Linked DNA regions of Muntiacus reevesi: region 2 is linked to region 1. The links are chromatin contacts, called in public Hi-C maps. All regions are on one chromosome and are shown on one strand. The core of a region is the stretch at or near the end of the contact, and the rest is flanking DNA. Distances in the headings are between cores, read along the strand shown.

Region 1 (7,564 bases), core at 1,860-4,359:
CATTTTGGAAAAATCTAAAAACTTCCAAAAGTTTCCATTAACACTTTATGGCAACACACATCATGTGTAAAATAATCATTGTATTTTCCGAAGAGCAACTTTAAAACAAGTGTACATAATTTCTTTCAACTAGCATTAGAAACATAAAGTATTTCTGTAACACCTATGGCCTTTAGAATAAAAATAGTAATTCAATCATGGGGAAGTTTTAAAAAGTTGAACCCCATAAATTACTGGTGAGTACTGGACAAGGAATATTTCAAAGGGTCATCAAACTGTAGTACGAGTCAAAAACAGTATGGGACTACACAGTTAGGAAACCTGGACACCAAATCTTTTATCTGAATCTTTTGACAAAGACAGTTTTTAACCAGAGACCATTTTTCTCATTAGTAAAACAGTTACAATTACTGACTACTTCAAAGATAAGTAAAATATCTAAAAATCTACAGTTATAAACAAGATATTTATTAAGAGTCACTAAGGGAAATCAGGATTTTTCCACTGACTTGTTTAGTATGGGGAAGGGATACTGGTAATATATTGTACTGAAAATATAAATTTTGAATAAGCATTTTTATGTGATAGTTTCTAGTATTGGGGTTTATTAGATACACTATTTTACATTTGGACAACTCAAGAAATTGGGGATCTGCATGTTTTTGAACAATTAAAATTACTTAAAAATATGTAATTAAAAAAAATAACTTTTCAACAAGCTCCTGTCAGTCCTATTTTCTACACTCATTCTTATTGGAACGTAAGTGCCAGGTACTGTGTTGGGCCTTGGGGAAATGAATAGTGTTACATGGAATAAACACTTGACTGCCGTTCCCAGTCTGGTGGAGAACTACCATTTAAACAGCAGGCTACCTGGGCTAAGTGCAGGGCACTATAGGAGCACCTTGAAGAGCTCCTAAAGGCATCAAGGCAAGGATTATAAAGGGATGAATCCTGAGGAGTCCTGTCTGCAGTGTGGGAGAACAAAAAGGTAGGTCCTAGGGAAAGGAGCAGTTAGTGATCTGTGGAACATATAAGCAGCTCAGATTGGCTGCAATGTAAAAAGGGGAGGAATATGAAAGCTTCATCCAGAGGGTCTCTAGACCAAAGTTTGACCGTCTCAGAGACAGCTCACCTCAATGAATCTGTTACTTCAACTATAATAATGGGCCCTTAAGGTCAGGACTAAATGGGACTGGTAAATCAAGTGCCTATAATAAAAGTGCCTAGAAAATAAATACATCATCTTCTCTCCCTCGGTGTACCAGCATATTGCAAGCCTGGGGAGAGGGGTCGGAGGAAGTTCAAGAAGGAAGGGACATATGTACATACCTATGGTTAGTACAGGCTGATGTACGGCAAAAACCAACACAATATTGTAACGCAATTATCCTTCCATTTAAAAAGCATTAAAAAAAATATAGGCGTGCACACCAAAAAATATTTCAAACTAGGTAATGCTGCAGTTCACTGGTGGGCTCTGGACAAGCCAAGCTGTGCCAACCTCAGAGGTGAAAGTAGACAGTAGTATCCACCTCACAGATTTGCTGTGAGACTTAAACAATAAACGTCCTGGTCACTGTCTGGCAGGTAGCAAAAACTCCACAGATGTCAGCTTTTGCAAATTGCCATGATAGGTTCGTAAATTTTTATCTGCAGTTCTCAAATCAGAAACCTTTAGAAATGAAAGAAGTGTTCCCAAGTTTGACATAAAACTTACTTGGTGGCAAAACCTGACCTGAGGCTATTTACAGTTTTTATTAATTCCTACCTATCGCTGCGCAAATATTAATGCTGAATTGGGGACGCTGCCCCGACTCCAATGGTGTGATCTCTCATCTTTGCACCTTATCGTCTCTCTAAAATCTAAAGATAAAATTTCAAGATTTCTGAATTCCAAAACACACTGGTCCCAAGGATTTCAGTTAAGGGGCTGTCTCTGGGTCTCCGTTCCTCGTGGAGAGAGGAAAAGGGACATTCCAGTACACATAACTCAAGTTTCTGAAACAAACTAGCTTTGAATAGAAAGTTCAGACACTAGTATTGAGAAAAATTTCTATTCCTCCTGCCCAAAGAGCACTATTCCTAAACAAAGAACTTCTGAAAGACTTCTGAAGTGTACCTTCGCCTATAATGGAGGGTTCGTTTTCAAAACAAACTCACAGGCACCAAATGTAGAAGCGTGTATTTCTTTAGTACCAACCCTATAAAATTTTTTTTTCTTCTGTCAGGTGAGTATGCTTCCATGCTTCAACATTACAATCCCCATTTATTAAAAGCACTACTCTCGGTTTTCAGAAGAAAACGGTCCAAAGCCACCAGGCGCTCCTAAATCCTAAAATAAGGGAGCATTACAGAACTCAACACTCCTCAGTTTGCCATGGATATTCATCTGAATATCTGCTAGGAACTCCTCTAGAAAATGATGACCAAAAAAAAAAAAAAAAACAGATGAGCAAAACCTCATACTGCGAATAATCTTAAACCAGCACCGAAGACTCCTGCAAGAATCTCTTTCAGCCTTCCTCTCCCTTTCATTAGCAATTAATGAGTGGGGGAGGGAGTCGGGGCCAAGGGGCGCCAGGCGAGCAGCCCTTCGGAGCCCAGCGAACAAAAGGAGTCCGGGATTAACCGGAGCGAACCGGCCTCCGAGCGGGTCGCGCCCGCCCGGGAAAGGGTGGGGGAGGGGCCGGGCCCGCTACCGGCCCCGCCCCCCGAGCCAGGCCTGACGTCACCCGCCGAGAAACCCATCGGTAGGACGTCACCCGCCCCCGACGCCTTCTCCTTGGGGGGCGAGCGGGCTGATTGCCCACAGCCAAAAGGAAAACCACGGGGAGAGACTCTTAGCCCCCGGCCTCCCCAAAGAGGCGTCTGAGGCACCTCCGTTACTGTCCCCGCGTCCCGCTTGGGCGGGCTCCCTCGCTCTCCTCCATGACCCCGCTAGCGCCGAGGCAGCCTCACCCGGCAAGATCCGAACTCGCAGCAAGATCTAGAAGCGGCGATGGGTCGGAGAGAACTGGGCGCTGAAGAACCGAGAGTAGCCCGACCAACGGCAGCGGAGACGGAGACGGGGGCGGCAGCAGCACCAGCAGCGCGCGGCTCCTCCTGGCGCCGGAACAGGAAGCGCCGTGCTCGGAACGCGCTGCCCCCACCCGGCTCCGCCTCCCCTCTGGTCGGCGGGGCCCGGCCGCGCGCGCCCTCCACAGGGCCCCGGTGGCACTGCGGCCAGCCGGTCCACGGCTGCTCGGCTGTTTTTCTCTTGGTGGGCGGGAGGAAATCTCCCTGGTTTCCCGGAGTTTTGAGCAGTCTGGAGGAAACGCCAGTGGCGGGTTGCGTTCTGGGCAGCCTGGTGGAAATTGTCTGCTGGAGAGGCTTGAAAGCAAGTTCTGGATTCCCTACACTTGCGGTATTTAGAGTTAGGCCTCGAAGCTGGCTAGGTGTGAATGCCTTCTAACCCGGGGCACGGATCCGTTGGCCAAAATTGTGGCGGGCGAGAAGGCAATGGCACCCCACTCCAGTACTCTTGCCTGGAAAATCCCATGGATGAAGGAGCCTGGTGGGCTGCAGTCCATGGGATCGCTGAATCGGACACGACTAAGCGACTTCACTTTCACTTTTCACTTTCATGCATTGGAGAAGGAAATGGCAACCCACTCCAGTGTTCTTGCCTGGAGCATCCCAGGGATGGCGGAGCCTGGTGGGGTGCCGTCTATGGGGTCGCACAGAGTCGGACACGACTGAAGCGACTTAGCAGCAGTAGCAGCAAAGCAACAGTGCAAAAGAGTGAATACGTTTGCAAATGGCTTGACAAATTGATATTAACAAAAAGAATGGATATCTTTGCAGGTTTTTTCTGTTCAGTATTTTTTTCTTTCCTTAGTTCAGTTTCAAATAAACCTTTACGTACCTACTCTGTGACAGACCCAAAAGGTGATTGACACATGGCCCCAGCGGTCAGGAAATGTGCTAACAATGAAGATGTCATAATTACGTGTTGTGCAAAATATACATATATAACACGTACATATGTTTTAGTGTAAAAATTAAAACGTATGCAGTATTCTTAGATTTTATTTTCACTTGCTGTTAGTGGATTGGTGGGTGGACGTTTTACTATTAGCTTCTTAAAAGACCTGAGTTTATTCCACAGCACACGTAATTCCCATACTGAAAAATGAGCGATAGAGAAACTCCAAATATTAATACTTAAGCCTGTGGAAAGTGAAAGAGGAGAGTGAAAAAAATTCATGGCGAATAGATGGGGAAACAGTGACAGACTTTTTTTTTTTTTGGCTCCAAAATCACTGCAGATGGTGACTGCAGCCATAAAATTAAAAGACGCTTACTCCTTAGAAGGAAAGTTATGACCAACCTAGACAGCATATTAAAAAGCAGAGACATTACTTTGTCAACAAAGGTCCCTCTAGTCAAGGCTATGATTTTTCCAGTAGTCATATATGGATGTGAGAGTTGGACTGTAAAGAAAGCTGAGCGCAGAAGAATTGATGCTTTTGAACTGTGGTGTTGGAGAAGGCTCTTGAGAGTCCCTTGGACTGTAAGGAGTTCCAAACAGTTCATCCTAAAGGAGATCAGTCCTGGGTGTTCACTGGAAGGACTGATGTTGAAGCTGAAACTTCAATACTTAATTGGTCACATAGGCCACCTAATGTGAAGAGCTGACTCATTTGAAAAGATCTGATGCTGGGAAAGATTGAGGGCAGGAGAAGGGGACAACAGAGGATGGAATGTTTGGATGTCATCACTGACTCAATGGCCATGAGTTTGGGTAAACTCCGGGAGTTGGTGATGGACAGGGAGGCCTGACATGCTGCAGTCCATGGGGTCGTAGAGTCAGACAGGACTGCGCGACTGAACTGAACTGAAGCCTGGGGAAGACGTGTCTTTGGATAGGGGCAGTGGTCTATGGAAAAGGATACTAGTGTGACCTACTTTATCTTCATAGGAGGCTGTGAATCAGCAGTGCCCTGTGGAGCCATAGGAAGTCAGAAGCAACAGTAAGTCAGAAAAATAGTGCTAAAATAAGTTTTTGATATTTTGCTCATCATATGGGTCATTTTGCGTTAATCCTGAATTTTAAATGTCACACCAAAAGTTATTCTCATTACTGGGTTTATGGTCAAATTTATACCCATATTTAAGTGCCTCACTCTAGTCCTGGTCATGTATATTAGAGTGACCAACAGCCTTCAGCTTGGCCCATATTCCCAGTCAATAACTGAGCACAGTGGGAATTATCAAATTAGGCCATTCCTGTCCCATGTGGGCTCCAACAGGCAATCTGTCGGGAACTAAACCCACCGCCCACCCTACCCAGTGTTTCCTTGTTTCTTTTTCAGATGTCAGACCTGCAATGTGGTATAAAGACCTCACCACCTCTCCCTGCTTTCTTTCTCATTCCTTGTGTGTGTGTAAGCAGAATTACATCCAATGGACCACCAGGGAAGTCCCAGTCGCCTTTATTCTTCAAAGGTGTCCATCGCCCTTTAGTACATCTCTTGTACATTTAATCACATTTTGACATCTGTTTCTGGAAGACCTAAAGTGACACACTAAAACTGAAAGGAAAATGTAATACAGATTTAAAAATTTCTCTAAGTTGAACATGTCAGGTAAGGATATACAGTAGTGTTTTGGAAACAGACTACAAAGCCTTTGGATTTTATATATGAGGTTTTAATTAATAACAAATGAAAATGTATTCAGATCAATTTATTTGAACTCACATCCAAGAAGAAACATTCAACTTCAGGATTAGAAATAAAAAGGGAAACACTCTACTTTTTAGGTAAGGGATGGATCATACAAGCCTGATTGATGAGTACTAATAGCTTTGTGAAGTTACTACTTAAACTCTGTACATTCAAGTATGTATCTAGTTCATACTCGGTTTATACAGAATTTACCCAATTCTAGCAAAGTCAGCATAATTTAAGTAAACCTTCTTGAGTTTTATACTCAAGTCTGAAAGCTTAAATTTGATTATAACTATGCCAAAAGTGATTATCTTTACTTCCTGCAAATGTAATCAACTTTTAAAATAACTTAGGCAAACATCAATTTTACATAAACCTTATAAAGAGTAGGAGGAAATTGCAACTGTCCATCTAACTGCAGAATCTAAACCATAAATTCAAATTGTACCATTATCTTTATTGTCAAATCAAGTCAAGGCCTTTATAGACTAAAAGAAATGAATGTGAATCTGCAGGGTTCTCTAAGGGGATACTTTGAAAACCTGTCATCACATTAGTACTTAACAGCTGTACAGAAATATTTTCAAGGATGCTCCAAGGGTCACCTCTTAACTAAAGAATTAACCTGCAGGAAGTCAAGTGACATATATTATCATCTATACTTTATGTGCTAGGAAATTAAAGATATAGAATTGAGTAATGTATTCAAAATTAAAAAGTAAAAGACTGTCTTTATTTGAAATAGGAGTCATGTGCCTTAAATTCCTTGTCATTGGATTATATCCATTAGTCTATATTTTTATTTAGAAGCCATAGTTACTTCCCTTTCTCTCCAGTATCTTCATGTGTTAATAGTACAGACTCTTGTAGTGTTGCTCATTTCTAGTAGACCATTAAAAGAGAAAAACCCCTTGTGCTTTCTGTCCATTCTTTAGAAGTAAAAATGGATGTAAAACTGTTTATGTAAAATGAAGGTTGTAAACAATTTTTTTCCAAAGTAGAAACAATAATCTGCTTGACTTAAAATCTTATTCACTTGGGCATTACATTACCTAACACACAATCTACTTTACATTTAAACACTGTTGCCCTTGTGTTGCCTCAAGGAATGTTATATAATTAAGTCTACTTCCTGTGAGATTTCCTCTGCCAAAATCAATGTATCATCTATCTGACTCTGATTAAAGCTAAAAGTGACAAAAAAGATTTTTAATGAAAACTAAGAGTCTAAGAGTTAGGTCTCAAGATTTTCGTTTCATAGGAAGGAAGCTCTCTATTACATGGATCTATAAAATGATCCAAATTTCAAAGACAGGAAGCTGATAACTTGATTTATCTTCTTAATGGCTTTGACTCATGAATAAATGATAATGGTTTTTCTTATAAAAAGAAATGGAATTTGTATAATGAAGAATCCTATTTGCCACATTTGCTCTACTTTTTAAAAAGGATTTCTAATTACTTAGACATTCTTTATATTATTTACAATAAGAAGTCAAAACTTTAACTGAAAGCCATTTTTTGACCACAGTTTGCCATTAGCTGAAATTCAGGAAAGAACACAAGTCTGATCACCAAATCAATAAATCTAGCCACAAGCTGACTAAAAGCTTCCTTTAATCTTCTTCCTATTAGGTCTTCCTTTAAATTAAACCATTCCATGAATTATTTAAGTGAATGGCACAGTTATAGAAAGATCAGATATAATTCTTCGTACAAAAATGCTCAGGTAACCTAAAAAAATCCATTCAGCATGTTTCAGGAAGTACAGTATGAATCAAGATGCTATAGCTTAAAAAAAGGGGAGGTGGGCTTGGGGGTACTCTTGAAAGCTTCAGAGAGAATTAGAA
Region 2 (7,564 bases), core at 2,839-5,338, 210 kb before region 1:
AATGCACACTCACTAAGCTCCCTTCATTCTAGAACAATCCAAATCTGTGGAGCCTAACCCCTTTGTCTGTCGTGGGATAAAATAATCTGTTTCTCATTCTTTTTACCTGAGTTTCTAATACCTCCTTGACTGACCTTTAGACTAAACCTGTGACCAATCTACATAACATAAATGGTTCATCCTTTTGGTCCAATTCCTGCCCTTCAGACTCATGGGCCTCCACACCAACAGAATGTTACAACAAGGCCACACAGTCCCCGGCTGAGGACCTGGCAGAGAGTACCCAAAACTGCTTGCTGTATGAGTAAAACCCATGCTTGATAGTAACATGATGCATAAATAGAGTCTAGTTTCACATTTAAATCTACACTGTGTTGAGGGTTGAAAAATGTTTGTGCTAAGTTTCCAGAGCTGAACATTTAAAAAGGGAAGAACTGGAGCCTCTTCTGTGGAAAGCAAACTAGAAGATGGACCCAGAAACAAAAAGGTGATGAAACTCTTTCAACTGACTTTAAGAAACACCTACATTTAAATCATTAATGCAAATAAATAAATAAATCATTAATGCTTTCCCCAGATAATACAGTATGTTCATCAGCTTCAAAGTACCATAAAGATGAACTAAAGGGGGTGGGGGGGGAGATAAATTATGCATGGGTAAGAATTGACAGGAATTCAATTTCCAATGACCTAAATGCATTTGGAGTTCATTTGCTCTTTTTTGTTATTGTTGTGTCCAAAGGACTGCAGATTATGCACTTGCTGAATTTTGCCTTTGTCACACATGACCTAACAAGGAAGGCATTCATTCTACCATAGTAGCTTCTCTCAAGTGTCTGGTTCGAAACAGCTGCAAATTTTGGAAGATAACACTGAATGATGTCTCTAACCATTAGTATGTTCTCTCCCCAACAAGTATGAAAATAAGATTAAGGGTTACTAGAGTATCAAAACTGCACAAATTAAACTGGCTGAGCATAAATTTATTAGAAAATGAAGTAAAAAAATGTGTATAAGAATTTTAATTCTATGTGTCAATAGAATAATTGAAACAATAAACATATCCTAAAGAATTTCTAGTACTTTTACTGTTTATATTTGCTTTTATCTGTCAGAAAGATGCTTTATCACTAATGATTGGCTAACTTAGTCCCTTAAATACAGCAACTGGATAAAATAACAAAAAAATACCTATCTCAAATAAATTTCCATTTATAAGAAGTAAAAATTGCTTTTGAGTCCCGAAACTGCAAGGCCTGGGTGAAAAATAGCCTGCCCAAAGTAGAAACAAACTGTAAAAATGTTTACGTGTTATGGCTTGTTTAGTTATACAACTATTCAAAGCTTTTTTTTTTTTTATACTTTTCATTGTCTCTCAGTCATATCAGAATACATGAAGACCTTTATTCACCACCTATCAACTCATTTTCCATAAAAAAAAAAATCATTAAATTGCTAAACACAATGGGTTGGTGGGGGAATGCACTGCCAAGGAGAAGCTATTTTATAATCATCATTTATGTGTCTTTCAACTTATACACAGTTTGACTTTCACCCCTTCCCACATACACTAGTACATTTAATTTGCACACATCCATGTGGCCTCCCCCAGAAAGGCTCATTGGAAAAGATACATTAAAAGTGTCCTTTTTGTACCTCCTTCAACTCCATTACATAATATCTTGTCATGATCCTTCCATTTTAAAATGTAGCTTGGTTAACACCCTCAAAATTAGCAATTTCACTGTTAATTTGGTGCTTATCAGTCTTGAGGATCCAAAAAACCAAATTATGTCTTCAGAGCCTTACCACTGTCACCACACAATTCCTAATGTTTTAAAATATGTATATCATAATTTTCAAATAGTACACACAATACTGTAGAATGTCCAAAGTATGGTGAGTATTAAAATAAGATTTTCAAGAACATCTTGTTTTGTAAACTTCCAGTCAAATCTAATAGCAATTAACAAGGGTAAATTTCTGCTTTCATTTTCTGTGTAAACATAGAAACACAGCACAAATTCCACCAGCATGCTGATGCAAAATCTAGGGACACAATACCTTTTCAATCACCTTTAAAGAGCAAAGAAGAGAAGGAAGTATTAACAACAGAAAACCCCTAATAAGTCAAGGTCAATGAGGAGGGACTGAGGACTCCCTTCCTAGTTTCCTGCTGAAGACACTAAACTGCAATTATGCTTCAATTTTAGCCATCCACCTCTCTCTCAAACTGCTGCTGCTGCTGCTGCTGCTGCTGCTGCTGCTAAGTCGCTTCAGTCGTGTCCGACTCTGTGCGACCCCACAGACGGCAGCCCACCAGGCTCCGCCATCCCTGGGATTCTCCAGGCAAGAACACTGGAGCGGGTTGCCATTTCCTTCTCCACCTTTCAAACTAGATCCTATTTAAATGGCTTCATAGAGAGGAAGAAATGATAAGCGAAAGTACTGATATGCTGCAATACTTGAAGCTAGTAACAGCAGGTCTAGCTCCTCTTCTAACCTGATCTCTTTGGAAAGCTTCGGAAGAAAAGCAGGATTTACAGAGAAGGCATTTTTAAAAATTCTGTAGTTTCCTATTTGCAAGCACTACAGACAAAATTTTAGTTACTTGTCCAGGCAAGCAGTTTCTGGTATATGTTATTTTACTGTTACACCCAGTCTTAGTAGGAAAACAAGAAAAAGCCTTTTTGGTGAGCTATAGCCGCAGGAAACCCTCAATTATCCATGGGTAGGGACAACCTGGATAAATTAAATCCCCAGGTAATTATTATTTAACAATAATATTGAGTTAATTCAGACCTCCTCCTTTCCTTTTTACAAAAGAAAAAGTTGACTTAAAAGCCACTCTCTTCCAGGCCACTCTCTTAACAACAAAAAAGCAAATGGGGAGATAAATTATTTCAAAATTGTCTAGCAAGAAAGAGTAAGGGAATCATCAGCACTCAAATTGGTTCTTTTTCAGCAATTCCAATCACAAGCTATCAAACTACGAGTTTAGCTTTCTGAAAAGCATTTAAATCAAACACCCACCATCCACCTCCACCGGAAAAAAAAAAAATCCTCCTGATTGAGATTTTCCTAAATCAAATGGGTCTTATATTGAACTGTGTAACAATGCTTGTTCGAAATGAAGTTAAAGAACTTGACAACTACTACATTAAAATGGTAAAAGGCTGATATCGAACAACTTTCGATTCAAATTCTCTGGGACCCCAGGCGTTGACAGAAGCTTGAACTTCCCTTTTTTCCCCTCCCGGTCCTCCCGGCCCTTCTGCGCGCCAGGGTTCCCACCGGGGCCTGCAGTGACATCACAGCTCATCTCCCCGTAACCCCTGACGTCACAGACACGCGGACCCACAACACTGTGACTTCATCGCGGACTGGGGCGGAACCGCAGTCGACCTGCACCAGCCCAGAGGCCAGAGAAGCCTCCGAGCCTCCATCCTGCCCGGTCCCCAAAGAAGGTTAAGGACAGGCGCCAGCTCACCTGCGCTGGGACCGGGAAGGACGGAGCGGCCGAGCCCTGGCGGGCGCGACCGAGCAAAACAACCCCCACCCAGGGCCCGACTTCCTCACCGGCCGCCAGTCCCGGGGGTGGGAGAGACGATCCCGAAACTCCTCACGGCCTATCCCGGATCTCCTCGGCTTCAGCCCAGACCCGGGACCCCGTTCCCGCCCGCCGGCCCGCCTGACCCTCCGAGCCCCGCGGGGGCGCTCAGCGCCCGGCCCGTGTGCAGGCGGAGGCCGTCCCCGGACAAGGTGCAGGCCACCGAGTCCCTGCCCCAGACCGAGCCCCGGAGCGGCGGGCGGCACCCCCGCCCCCACCCGCCCGGCGCCCCAAGAGCGCAGGCGGGCGGCGGGAGGGGGCGGGGAGCGGCCACGGTGGCCGCCGCCGGACCCCGACCGCGCTGCCCTCGCGCCACGCCCCACCCCGGCCCGGACCCACCTGCGCTCCTGCCCCGGCCGGAGCCTGGCCCGGGGCTGCACACCCTATACAGCCGCGGCGGCGGGAGGCCTGGCTCGCTCCGCACCGCTGAGACAGACCGAGCGCCCAGCGCGGCGCGGCGGAGCCCAACGCTCGCCCCGAAACCCATTTGTTTGGCTAAAACGGCGTGACGTCACGCGCCGGCCCAATCGACGGTTGGCCAGGGGAGGGGCCGCGGAGTCAGGGTCACAACGCCCCCTGCCGGGGTTCTGCGGCACTTCGGGCGCTGGGGATTCAGAGTGGGGGACTTAAACAGGGAGAAAACCGGGTGAGGCTTCTTCGGGCCCCCAAGTGGTGAGTGAAAGCTGGAGCACGACCTGTAGAGAAAGGACTCAACCCCTCAAGCTAGCCAGAATGGTAGTAAGCCAGGGTTCAACAGTCAGTAGCAATGGCAAGTCTGTTAACACTCGTGGGTGGATGTGGGTGGAACTGTATAAATGGTGTTAAATCACTGGTAGATAACCTGGTAGACTTGGGTTCATAGTTTGGTTCTGCTACTATCTGGGGAAGCTGGGCTTCAGAGCTCTTATTTGTAAAATGAAGGGATTGGGAATGTCCGTTGTTTTTTTCTATACAAATAAAGGCAGGAGGGCGTGAGTGCATGCCAAGTCGCTTCAGTCGTGTCTGACTCTTGTGACCCCACGGACTGTAGCCCGCCAGGCCCCTCTGTCCATGGGAATCCCAGTAAAGAATACTGGAGTGGGTGGTCATGCCCTCCTCAATGGCAGGAATACCTACCAGCAATTTGATAAACTTTGAGGTTGACGGTCTCAAAATGTGATCTTTAGAAGAGTAAGGGATTGTAAATGATGATTACAAAAGAGGTTTTGGGTACTTTATTTAATACTTTCAAATGAGAGTGCCAGTCCCTATTTGATACTCAGCCTTTAAACTGATAATTGTGTTCACTGTAAAAATAATTTTGACCACATCATAAAACATGAGGACAATAAAAGAAAAAAACTTCACCCTAACACAGGCACTCAGCATTCAGCTTATTTTCCTTCAGACATTTTCTCATGCATATTTATTTTACAATGTTGTGCTCATGGTGTACAAACAATTTTGGATCCTTGTTGGTTTGGGGTGCTTTTTTGTTTTTTGCGTTTATAATTTTTTTCTAGTTCTACGTAAGCTTCATAAACACTTCAGAAACTGTAAAGTTATATTAAGTGAACATACAAAATCTACCAAATTCTTCATTCTCAGACTTATTTCATCTATGACATTATAAGGAAACTATAGGACATTTTCATGGATGTAAATTTTTTAAGATAAATACCCAGAAATGGAATTTCTAGGTCAAAGAGTATTGCCACTTTTAAAAGTCACGCCTTCATGGTAGTTTGCAGTCACTTTTATGGGTCATTTCTTCCGGGTTTCCTTTGACCATCTTACTTTCCCTGTTTCTGAGTCTGTATTTAGTATTTCTCAGGGTCCTCCCATGTATGTGTGTATCTTTTAGCCATGATGAATTCTAGTCAAGAGACTTATGCGCAGCTGACATCACTAACTATGAGGTTGATGCCCCCCCTCTCTTTTGACCTCCAAGGAGCCTTTTCTGAGCATGGATAGGCAGGGAGTTTTCCTTAACTCTGAAAATGAGGAATATGTGGTCTCTTACCAGTGGCCCTGGTGGTAAAGAACCCCACCTGCCAATGCAAGTGATGTAAGAGAGCAGGTTTGATCCCTAGCTTGGGAAGATCCCCTGGAGCAGCGCACGTCAACCCACTCCAGTGTTCTTTCCTGGAGAATCCCATGGTCAGAGGAGCCTGGCGGGCTACAGTCCATAGGGATGCACAGAGTCAGACACAACTGAAGCAACTTAGCATGCACACGTCTTCTATCTGGAAAGGCCCCAGACTCCTCCATTATCCTGCTTTTATGGAGTTCCTACTGTTCTGGAGTTTTTCTCCTGAGGGGAGAGACTGTTCAGCCTGGAGCCCATCTACCTCCTGCCTCATTATAGAGCCAAACTGAACAAGGACCCCAGAACTCTTAGCATATCACTCACTGTACTGTTCCTGGAAATTGCAGATGGGTTAAAGACACTGAAACTGCAAAAAACACAAATATCAAAATTAAATGACAGTGGTTTCCATGTGGCCAGTACATCTTCATTGTAAGAGTCTGATTAAAGACTGTCTGGTCTAATGCAGTGTTTTTCAAACGGTCTCTGATTGAGTCATGCAGGGATTTTTTAATATTTAATGCATTGTGAACTATTTTGTAAAATGTAGTATAACTGACTAAAACGTCTATAAATGTGAAATTGTTTAAAGCAGCCCAAATTCTTGATTATTAAACTCAGCACACATCAAGTTACTCTGTCAAATTGCTAGTAAAGTTTCTGAAACTCTTCCTCTCATTTCTGCTCTTATCATGGACTGACTCTAAAGCTGCCTAGTAGGCCACACTTTTTGAATAGCACTAGTCTAAGAGAAAAATCAGAGTAGGAGGCAGTGAAACCACTTGAGAAAAATTCTTTGATTCTGTTTCTCCATCTGTACAATGGGAATAAACTTTGAAAAAAGCTAGTAGAGCCAGTGCAATGCTTCACACCTGGGAGGGAGTTCCCTGACCTGCTTGGGTACCAGTGTGGCACAGTGGGGTTGTAGGATTGAAGCAGTGCTGACAGAAGAACAGATTAAGGGACTTCAGGGGGCTCAGCAGCTGAGAAGTTCTAAATATTATAAAGTATTGATATATTACTTTGGTTATTTCATCAATGATTAGAACTTAGTCATCTCAAACCAGCAAGCAAACGTCACATTAAATTAAGACCCAGTTCAATGGACTTGTTTGTATAGACCCAGACTCTCCACTCAGATAAAAACTAAGAACCTATCATGGCTCCTCAATAGCTCACTCCTACCTCAAAAGAAAAACATGTTCTGATCTTCCTCCACAACCCCAAACTCTTAACCCAACCTACTTCTTCCATCAGGACAGAGAAAACCAAAAGGCAGGCTCCATTGGACTTTGTCTCTAGGCCCCTCTCTACTGCAAAACTAGCTTCCTGAGTGTGATTATGATTTTCCCTTCCTAGTTCACTGTATTACCATGAAGCTCAAACAAGTGAGAAAAGTGAAAGTGCTTTCCAAAATTTAAGGTTTACACAGGTTAAGGCATGCAGTTAACCTCTCCTTGAATGAAGTCACTGGAGCATGTGTGAAACACTGGGCTTATGCCCCGGGGTGTGCACAGATGAAGCATGGTGATGGTGATGGGAGACAGCAGAGGCTACTCAGCCAGGAGAAAGAACCTCATTCATGATAAACAGAAGAGCAACTAAAGGGAAACAGAGGGACCAGGGCAGCAAACTGCCAAGAAAGATGAGTATATCTTGTAATTCATTGTTGTTGTTCAGTTGCTAAGTCATGTCCAATTCTTTGCAACCCCATGGACTGCAGCACACCAGGCTTCCCTGTCCTTCACCATCTCCCGGAGCTTGCTCAAACTCATGTCCATCAAGTTGGTGATGTCGTCCAACCATCTCGTCCTCTGTCTTCCCCTTCTTCTCCTGCTTTCAATCTTCCCCAGCATCAGGGTCTTATAATTTTGAAAATAAATTTA

The links. A called contact is a pair of places that touch in the nucleus more often than the background predicts.
Region 2: a contact with region 1 is called in a Hi-C map of muscle, with 7 times the contacts expected there. The contact joins the promoter of FBXO34 here to the promoter of MAPK1IP1L in region 1. A contact is called at or near these places in 2 of 3 Hi-C or Micro-C datasets (blood and muscle).

What each region holds. Positions count from the first base shown.
Region 1 is chr7:65,004,095-65,011,658 of mMunRee1.1, reverse strand. MAPK1IP1L (mitogen-activated protein kinase 1 interacting protein 1 like) reads right to left here and starts at 3,109. Exons shown (of 4, transcript XM_065940055.1): 1 at 2,962-3,109. It overlaps SOCS4 (suppressor of cytokine signaling 4), which reads right to left. Exons shown (of 2, transcript XM_065940068.1): 2 at 5,673-7,564.
Region 2 is chr7:65,218,390-65,225,953 of mMunRee1.1, reverse strand. FBXO34 (F-box protein 34) reads right to left here and starts at 4,088. Exons shown (of 2, transcript XM_065941104.1): 1 at 3,950-4,088.